Linked DNA regions of Cricetulus griseus: region 2 is linked to region 1. Evidence: chromatin contacts called from public Micro-C data. All regions are on one chromosome and are shown on one strand. The core of a region is the stretch at or near the end of the contact, and the rest is flanking DNA. Distances in the headings are between cores, read along the strand shown. Region 1 has its middle 67 kb from the start of Pparg. Region 2 overlaps Syn2 (synapsin-2).

Region 1 (5,194 bases), core at 318-2,817:
CCACGCCCCACTCCTAGTTAAGAACCTATTGGAAACTGGTAGCTTCTGGGAAAGGAAGAGTCAGTTTCTATTAAGAGTGTAGTCCCTGGTAGCTCTACCATGATCTAGTGGAAAGCCACACATTCAACAGTATACAGCCACACATTCAACAGTACACAGGCCACACAAACTGGATTTGATAGGTAAAAATAAAACAAGGACACAAAGTTGAGTGGTCAGCAAAGGAGAAGTGGATCTGAGAAGTGAGGAGAGTGAATGTGACCAAAACACGTATGTAATTCTCAAAGAACTAATTTTTTAAAACAAAAAATGGCACCCCACAGATATCCTCAAATGGGTAGTCACATCAAGTTTTGTTCAATCATGTCATTACATCACAGAAGTGAAAAACAAATGACTTAAAGGTCAGCAGCTTGACTTAGATTTACGTAACTCACTTCTGCAGAAATTTGCATTACTTGTGAAAAACATCACGTGAAAGAGGAACTTACTATAAATATTAAAATTGGAAATAAATAAACGGCTGAGAAAGCATTGGAAAATAATAGTTTCTTTAAAAAGAATTGGAGAACTACAGAGTGTAGGGGTGTGTGGCTCATTGGTATAGCATGTGCTTGGCACATAGAAGAGACTGGTTTCAGTTCCCAGCAACACACACACACACACACACACACACACACACACACACACACACACACAAATCCAGTTTCAGAACTAAGTGTAGGACACATTTAAAAATTGAATTTGCACATATATTCACATAAACTTATTTACAAGTACTGATGAAAAAGCTAAAAACTTAGCATATGTTAATGTTGCAAAGTAGCTAATTAAAAGGAAGTGTGTTGGGGAAGCCATCTTAGAAGAGACTCATTTGGACTCTAATGACAAAGCATTTTCCGCTTACTCAGCAGCCTTTCCCACTGCTGGATAGCTATAGTTATTACAATTCTTTATACTGAGCTGAACTATGGCTTTCCTAAATGTCTGGCTATCCTTTGATAAATAAAGACTATGTGACAGTTCTATAAAGAAAGGAACCAGCTCTGTCATGCCAACTGTTATAGCCTCTGTGTCCAACATATAAAATGATACACAGAGAGGATACCCTAAAATCTATGACAAGTCCACAGAATAGTTTATTCTTCAAGACAGTATGGAGCTAATACGAGGGTGAAAGGCATTCTCTTTGCAATATACTGTGGATACTTTTATGAAAGGTCATAATCTTGAATCCTATGACAATGTCACCCCAAAGCTGTCCTCCCTTGCTCCAGGTCAGTGTGTAGACTCTGCCTTTGCTTCAGAGCATGGCCCAGGTGGGCCTTTGTCTTCATTCCCACAGGTGTGCCACACATTAAGTCCAGATTTTGTTAACAGCTTCCTGATGGCTTTCTCTGCACACAGCTGCCAGTTAATCTTCGGGCTAAATCATCTCCAACTTCTTCTTGAGATCTGGAATCTCCACACTGCTAAGATAAAACCCCTACTCCTCCATCTGCATTCCAGACCATTTACCATCAGTCTGAAAGATCTACATTTCCAACCCTATTTCTGACTGCTCATATCTCTGTATTCCCCACCTCCAGTTGGTTTGTGTGGAGTCCCCTGGGGCTGTGCTGAGTCACTATTCCAGCCTTGGTTTTCTTCCCTGGAGATTCTTTTTTTCTTTCTCTTTGACTATCTCAAGCCAGGAACATTAATTTTTGAGGAAACATGAAATTATCCATTTCATAGTTTACAATACATTGGTGTCTAGTATATTCTTGTCTATTTTGCTTTTAGTTGACACATAATGATTGTATACAATGTACGGTACAGTGTAATCTTTCAATACATGTACACAATGTGCAGTGGTCAGGCCAGGGTCACTGGCTAGAACACTGGAAAAGCCATGCAACCAGGAACTAGCCATGTGGCTTGGCAGTTAGCTGCTTGTCTAGCATGCACATGAGCCTGGGTTTGATTCTCAGTACTGCATTAAAAAAGAAAAGAAAGGCAGCTCTAAGTCTCCTTGTATATAGTTTCAAAGCATCTTCATCCCCAAAGAAAACCTGCATTTGTGAAGCAGTGACTCCACCACTGATCTGCCTATGTTCTTTATGCAATGACCTGCTCTATTCGGCTTGTTGTTTCTTTCTCTGTACATTTTTGTATTGGTTTTCTTAAGGCTACCCTCTTGAACTTCTGAACTATTCTCTGCAGGCCTTTTCCTGGCTATCTGCTCTCTCCTTTGAATTTCAGTCACATTCATTTTTAGCCCTGAAACATCATGTTGCTGTGGGTTGTTGGTTAACCATTTCAACTGTACCCTTTAGGACTTAGGTGGATACTCTGTGTCTTTCTCTATATCAACGATAACCTACTAAACAGGTGTTTAATTCCTTTGTGTGCAGCAAGACATGAAAGAGTACTAAAATGAAACAGAAGTTTGGATAATTAAATGAGAGAGCATTTCAACCCCCTTTGTCTCTTTATCCTTCCTGAGGGTCTCCTCTTGGGAAGAGAAGGGTCTACGTGTATCTAGTCAGTGTTTATTTGCCCTAGCAGCTGAACAGGTGTGAGATCAGGAGGAAAATGGCAGGTTGCCCAAGGGTGGAGAGGGTGCATGCTCTCTGCATTCAGGGTTAGCAAATAGACTCCTACCTTCATTCCACATCTACAGATGAAGTCCTACAAGGAAGAATTGGGTGTCCAGAGATGTTTCACAAGGCAATATTTGAGAGAGGCTCATTTTTTGGTTTTGTTTTTATATGTAAATAAGTTTCTCAGCCTTATACTTTGAAGTTGCTCATTAATACAGCTCTTCCTTGAAAAAGTTAACTATTAAATAACTATAACAGTAGTGCTTGTGGTTCATATGAAATAGCTGAGCAATTAAATTATTATCTATTAAAAGCTGAGCTTGGTGGCACACACCTTTAATCTCCTCATCAGAAGGCAAAGGAAGGCAGATCTCTGAGTTTGAGGCCAGTATGGTTGACAGAATGAGTTTCAAGACAGCCAGGGCCACACAGAGAAACCCTGTTAGAAAAATAATTGTCTACTATAAGTCAATGGATAGGTCAAAATTTGAAGGTGTTTTATCTACGCTGACACAAAGTATAAAAGGTAAGCAGTATTACATGGTTCAGCAACATTTATGCTGTGCATTATTATAAACTTTCCCCAGTTGTAGCACTAAACAGAATTTGTCACAGTTGCAAGTCTAAAAACAGGAATGTAAAAACAGTGCTCAGGCCCCTAGGCCATTATGAAACCTGTTCTTCTGACCAGGACAACAAAAAGAGCCAATGGAGAAGGTTGAGGTCTATAATTAACATTTTTCCCTTTTTCATGTCTTACTTTACCTGCTCTAGAGTATCAGAGTGAGCAGAATGAGAGTTTCTTCTGACGTTAACTGCACATGTCCTAAAAATGTTACACAGAGTGAATTAACATTAAAAAGAGAAATTCTGGGATTTTTCTAAAAATCTGGGGAGCAGTAATATCAAGAATCATGTATAAATGATACTGGAAAGGCATGTACTTGTTCTTAAAAATCAAGTTGAAAAGTACATATAAAGGAATTAGGATGCCCTGTCCCTTGTTGCAGACCAGAACTAGGAAGGTCTATAGTGTACAGATTGGTAAAAAGAATGACAAGAACTATGGTACACATTTCCTATACTCTAATAATGTATGACAGGAACATAAACATGAAAAGAAATAAGCAAATGTAATGGGATACAGAAGGCAGGCTGTATAAGACTACTTATCAGAGTAAGTCTATCTTCCACTTATGTTTCATTTAGGTGAAGATTAAGAGCAATTTGAATACTCTGTACATGCCGATATTTTTATTCATTTCAAAACCAAACGAATCACCTATACATATTTGTCAGGGCCAGAGAACGTTCTGAGAAACAGTCAACATATGGAATGGGTTGTATGGCTGGTGATGCCAATATGCTATATGTCCAATCACTTTCATTTTCTCTTCTCTGACTGAACCAGGTCTTTAGGTGCTCCATGCTAGAAGCAGCTTTGTAGTCAACTCCCAAGCTCCCAAGCTCCAGATTTATGTGACTGTGTTTTCAGAAAACAGGTTTTGATCCTGATGTAAAGAGATATGGTTACTAAAGTCAATGATCATTTAGTAAAGATGGAGTTTGTGGGATACAACAAACACACTGGCAACATTTGCCATATCTGAAAGTTTTGGTTATGCCTACATTGAGGTTCGCTCAATATTCCACAGCACTGTGTATGGGAAATTCTATTTGGTTTCACATAAATTCCTTCAAAATGTATTTTCTTTGTGTACTGCACTCATTCATATTCAGAATTTATTTTTAAGTGGTCAACAAGACATTTTCTGTCATTTAAAATGCCAAACATAAATGGTAATAAGGAAATTTATGAATTCATAAATATGAAAGTTATAATAACTAGATTAGGGAATGATCATTCTATACAGGATATGGGGTGCTAAGGAGGTAGCTCAGTGGTGAACAGTTTACTTGGAATGTTCAAGGATCAGGATTTGGTGCTTTGTACTGCATCTGTGCACAGAAAAGCTTTGGTGATTTACTTTGAAGTATCACCACATTGAGTCTGTTCTGCCAATAGATTCTAAGATCTAGAGATTGAAGTCTTGTTAGCTGCAGTTCACAGTGGCTGACATTAGGGACTAAATCAGTAGGAACTTGGGAGCCAAAGAAAGAAAATATTTGGTATCATGGATATGAAACGTCTAGAAGACTTTTAACATTTTAAGATGGAAAAGTATTCTGAGCCATAAGACTGATGCAAGATATATATATAATTCCCAAAGAATGTGATAAGAACATAAATAACCTGGGTCAAAGGCAAAAGCAGTTAATTTTTCCTTCTGGAATTTCTAGAATACATCGGAAAAAGAAAGAAAGAAAAGCCCAAGGTCTATTGCTGCACTCTATTATGTGTGCATATCTGTGTAAATAAATATATGTGACTTTCACACTGCTCACAGGTATTTTGGAAAAACCTACTCCTTGCTATTCTGAAGACATTATTTTCATTATTTCTACCACATTTTGTATCAAGGTCTCATTGTTAAGGGAAGTTTACTTTAACAAGCTTCTTCAGTGGCTATTTAAAATTACATGTTCAATATTCTGCCAGGAGTTTGGAAATCCAAATAATTCTTTCACAGAGCCATTCAGTTTGGATA
Region 2 (5,136 bases), core at 1,760-4,259, 140 kb after region 1:
CCAGACTTTGAAACCACCACCTAGGTGCCCAGGACACCACCTGGCATGGAAATTCTCAGTACCTGGTCATTTTCTTTCATCAAAATGTCTATTCCAATACTTGATTTTCCTGTCAGACCTATTAGTTGTTGGTAATGAGGAATAAAGAGAGGCCACAGGATGAGTGTCAAAAGGACATACATCTAGCACAAGGCTTTGCTGCCAACTCTGAGTGAATCTAAGAAAATCGGCATAAATAGGATGGTCAGGTGTTTTAAAAGGCACCCAGTTTTCCAGGGGAACTATTTGAGAAGACAGAAGCACAAACCCATGTTGACTTGAATGAAGGAAGAAGTCCTAACAGGATTCAACTACCTCTAAGTGATTCTGTGAAACTTCAGGTTGTTTTCTCTGACACTGGAGTACGATTGTAACACACAGTGGGACTATCTCAAGTTGACTTTGAAACCACCCCCATCAAGTCAGAGGTGACAGCAACCCCAAGAACAGAAAGGCCCTTACCGGACAACCTTTGTGCCATTCCGGAGCACCTGCATGTCCACAGCGTAGGTTCCATCCGCATGGGCCACCAGGTTAAGCTCTGAAAATTCCGCCTGAAGAGTAACAGTACAGCAGTGAGCCTCAGTCCTCCACACAACAGCCACCACAACATCAAGCATTTATTTAATTTCTACGTATTTTCCATTAGATTTCACCCAATACTCTAGGAAACCTGTTGAGTCAGTTGGTAGAGATCACTATTCCCACCTACCCAAGGAGAAAACTGCCTGAGTTAGGTGACTTTTCTGGACTTTTCAGGAGACTCCCAGCGCAGCATCCTTTGAGCCTTTCTACAGGGACAGAATGTGACCAGTACAAGCATCTCCTTTCTCAGTCTCTTCATGAAAGCACCGGGTTCTGGGTTAGACTACTGGGTTTCCTCCTCCCTGTCCCTGACACAGTATGTCAAGCAAGGTACCTGTCCTGCTCAGGTTTCCATTTCCTCTGTCTCCAACACAGGGGTAGGTTTTTTTGTTTTTGTTTTTAATCAATCCAGAATATCAAACAAGTTGTTTTAAAAATGAAATATTAACTGGGCATGATGATGTACCTCTTTAATCTTTGCACTCTGGAGGCAGAGGTAGGCTGATCTCTCTAAGTCTGCATATCAAGTTCCAGGCTAGCCAGGGCCACCTAGTGAGATCATTTTGCAAAAATCAATCAATCAATCAATCAATCCATCAATCAATCCATCAATTAATCAATGTAATGATAGGCAGGAAAGTATCATAGTCTTCTGTAAATCCTAGCACATGAATAAGGAATACCTTCTATCATTACATAGAAAACATGTTATTTAAATAGGACATCTCCCCACAAAGGACCTAATTTTCTATTACCATGGAGCAAGAGGCAGAGGAAGTAAAACAAACAAACAGCCTTTCAAGCTCCCTATAAAAACAAGGGGATATTCTTTTCTAGATGCCCTCTGAAGTACAGCCTCAGGGTCAGAGTAGGCAGACAATGAACAGAAGACATGTACCCAACCAGAATTACACTGCCACCAACAGCATGGAGGTGTGGCCAGTATCCTAGGAAGATATTGCTTTAAGACTTCTTGGTTTGGGGACCCTGCATTGCAAGAGACCATGGAGAACCACACTGTTTCTGAACTGTTGAGTTAAGCAAATAACAGGAGGTGCAGAGTCGAGAGCCCAGTGAGGACACTGCACTCCACTGGCCAGGACTAGATTGTTCACTCTGACATGATAGAGGGCTGATTACCTGTTCCACCTTGATGTCATAATCTCCAAGGACTTTTTTGCCCCGAAAGCACTTGGCCCTAGAGAAAGGGAGGAGGGCATACAGATTAGTTTTGTGCAAGTGTTTGAACTCAGACAAGTACTCTCCCCAGTAAGAGTTCTATAGCAGATGAACCCCCAGACTGAGAGTCGGGAAACTTGGGTTTGGCTCTTCACTTGCTACTGTCTCAAGCAAGTCCTTTCTTTTAGTTCAGTTTACCCACCTGCAAACTAGTTCACAGTTCCCTTTCACTTTCAACCTGTTATGATTTAATCCCCCATATTACTCTCTCTCTCTCTCTCTCTCTCTCTCTCTCTCTCTCTCTCGTCCAGAAACAGGAATTCTCTGTGTTGTTCTTGGTAAAGACTATGTTAATCTGACATACCTCTTGGGTTTCCTTATCTTCTTTCTAACCCTGTGCTTTACTCCACGTATAATTGTCATTCACCTGTGGACTTTTAGGATTTAAAGAAATTGCTATTGGACTGAATTATATTTGGTTGAGTTGTTGGCTGAAGGGGTCCCATGGAGGTCCCCAAACAACCCAGACCAATGTTAGGACAGAGGATTGTTTTATGCAAACTGACAGGGGAGGGAGGAGGAGGGACAACATCCACACATCTCATTAAATATGGAGAGGTTGAGTTGGTGCCTCCATGGAGCCTCTACCCCTCTGTTCTAGTCTCTTTGGTGTAGGAAGGTACTCTGCAGGCCACTGAAAGAGAAACATGGACACCAACCCAGCCACAAAACCTTCAACCTACAGTCTGTCCTGCTTGCAAGATATGTTGAGGAAATGGTGGCTCAGCCAATGTCTGATTTAACTTGGGGCTCAATCCACAAGAGGGAGCCAGCCCATTCCTGACACTGAATGACCAGAAACTGGAGACTGGATAGCCCAGAGACCTAGGGTAGAACCAAATATGATAGGTCTAGAAAAAAATATCAGTAAAATGATTCCTAATAGTATCCTGCTATATTCATAGATCAGTGCCTTGTCCAGTTGTCATCAAGGAGGCTCCCTCTAGCAGTAGATGGGAGTTGATGCAGAGACTCACATCCAGACTTGTGGAAAGAGAGTCTAAATTGGAGGTCTCCATTGCTTCCCTCCCCTTGGAGCTCAGGAAATCCCTCGGATGAGGCGGCACAAAGATTGTATGAGTCAGAGGGGGAGAACACCAGGAGAACATGGGCTACTGAACCAACAAAGCAGGGTCCATATGGGTTCACAGAGACTGACGTGGCAAGCACAGGACCTGCACGGGGCTGCACCAGGTCCTCTGCATGTATACTATGACTGTTAGCTTGGTGTTTTTGTGGAACAGCTAACTGTGGGAGTGGGTGTATCTCTGACTGCCTGCTTTTGTGACTCTTCCTCCTGGTGGGTTGCCTTGCCCAGCTTCGGTATGAGGGCCTTTGCCTTGTCTTACTGTATCTTGTTTTGTCATATTTGGCTGTTGTCTCTCTGAGGCCTGCTCTTTTCTGATGGGAGATGGGAGGGAATGGGGGTGAGGGGAAGGGGAGGGAGCTAGAAAGAGTGGAGGGAGGGAAAAATGTGGTCAGGATGTATCATATGAGAAGAATCTTTCCAAAAATAATAAAAGCTGGAATCAAAACTAAAAAGAAATCACTATTAACTCTTGATTTCTTCATACACACACCAGGAAAGCTGACAACCAAGGCAAGCAACTGCAACTGAGCATAAAACTTATCTTGTGTCACAGACACTCAGGAAAATGAGTCAAGCTGAGTCATGCTGCTCAGTGTCTTCCCAACCTACAAGGGTTGAGAGGAACTTCACCTTGATGCATTAAGGCATTAGAGCTGTGTGAGGAGATCACATTTTTGCAACATATTTACATTCCTTCTCTCCTGGCCTCTAATTTTTCTTCTGTCTGTAGGATTTTTCTTCTCTGCTCATTTAGCCTTTGTTCTCTGCTTATAAAAAAAAAAAAAAAAAAAAAAAAGCCTAGTTACCTGTGCCTACAGGCTAAATCATGCTTGCTTTTTTCAGTGCTCTACATTTCCAACTGGCTTATTTCATTGGAGATTTTCTAAATCTCTCTTCAAAATAAAGGAATAAATTGGTATTTCATTTGCCATTGCGGTCTAGGAGCTGCATGCTAAGAATATTTTTGTTTAATTCTCATAATGACAGACCAGACAGGGATAAAATTCTTTAAAACAAAGGAATTCAGGATTCACAGGAAAAAAAATGACATTTCCAAGGTCATTTGGCAAGGTCAGTGCAGCCACGAAGGACAATGAGTGCAGCGCCCCCATTCCAGACCGCACCATCTCCCTCTGCTGATCTGCTCCCCCCACTCTCCCACACTATGGAAACTGACTGACCATGTGCACTGATTTTTTTTTCCATTTTTCTTCTTCCACTCAAAAGAGACTTAGTGATGCTATGAGTACTTGTCCCACTACAAATACTTCCTATCCTGGTTCCTGTCAACTTACTCAGGATGAGGCCAGGCTATTTCCTTTCGCTCTATGGATTCTGGAACAGACCGTTCTAGGAAGTTGTCATTTGTGCTATCCAAGTCCCTGGCCACCCTGAAATTGCTCCTCTGAGGCACTGGGCCATCCTGGAGTTGGATCACTGAAGTCCAACCCCCCACCTCTGCCCTAATTTCTTCCTAAGTTTCTCATCAGCTTCCTCCCAGGACCCTGATCAACATTCACAGCCCAGCAAGCCCCTCAGTCAGGGTCCCTGTAGCACACGTTACTCTCTTAACACTTCTGTCTATGCATGGCACTGTCAATGTTCTGCAGATACTGACTCTCGGTCTTTTGCTCACTATTTTAACAAGGGAGAAGCAGAATCAATGACCTACAAGACAGCTTTTCTTTGGTTGTATGCCTACATTGCTATCTGAAGTGCTGATGCTGCTCCTGCCTTCATGTCTCAAATAACTTTTCTTTAAGATTAGCCTCAGAGACCTCCACAATAGCCTTTCATTCTTTATGAAGATTAGCATTTTCAAAGTATGTTCTTTGACACATTAGTGTCTCACAACTCTGTAAAAGAGCCAAGAGAGAGGATGCTTGCTGTCCATCAGACTTCTGGGGAAACAGAAACTTCAAACAGTTCAACAGCATGCAGACTCACAGAAGACATCATAAGTTAAACTGAGAACTGAAAGTTTGCATCTAGATGCTCACAGCTGCCAAGTTTTCTAACTTGCTCATTTATTTTGTGGGTTTTAAACAGTGATACTGGGGTATATTTATAGATCTTGGCTGGGTTTATCTGCCATTTCCTGCACCTGCCCATTGACCAAATTGGCTAATGGCACTGTTTTCATGCCCCAATGCTGCAAGCTATCCTAATGCCTTTTCCTTAAG

Evidence for each region. A called contact is a pair of places that touch in the nucleus more often than the background predicts.
Region 2: a Micro-C map of the CHO-K1 cell line shows a contact between it and region 1, with 2.2 times the contacts expected there. The contact joins two enhancer-like sites. A contact is called at or near these places in 3 of 8 Hi-C or Micro-C datasets (the CHO-K1 cell line and fibroblasts).

What each region holds. Positions count from the first base shown.
Region 1 is chr8:29,466,529-29,471,722 of CriGri-PICRH-1.0, forward strand. No RefSeq gene overlaps it. Among named protein-coding and RNA genes, the nearest start is that of Pparg, 67 kb to the left of the region's middle. Within about 2 kb of position 1,568, at least 2 of the 6 cell types and tissues checked have open chromatin away from gene starts, as enhancers often do. A contact at or near this core is called in the CHO-K1 cell line, where this site is marked.
Region 2 is chr8:29,606,897-29,612,032 of CriGri-PICRH-1.0, forward strand. It overlaps Syn2 (synapsin-2), which reads right to left. Exons shown (of 14, transcript XM_035448559.1): 3 at 1,765-1,822; 4 at 502-593. Among named protein-coding and RNA genes, the nearest start is that of Timp4, 16 kb to the left of the region's middle. Within about 2 kb of position 3,010, at least 1 of the 6 cell types and tissues checked has open chromatin away from gene starts, as enhancers often do. A contact at or near this core is called in the CHO-K1 cell line, where this site is marked.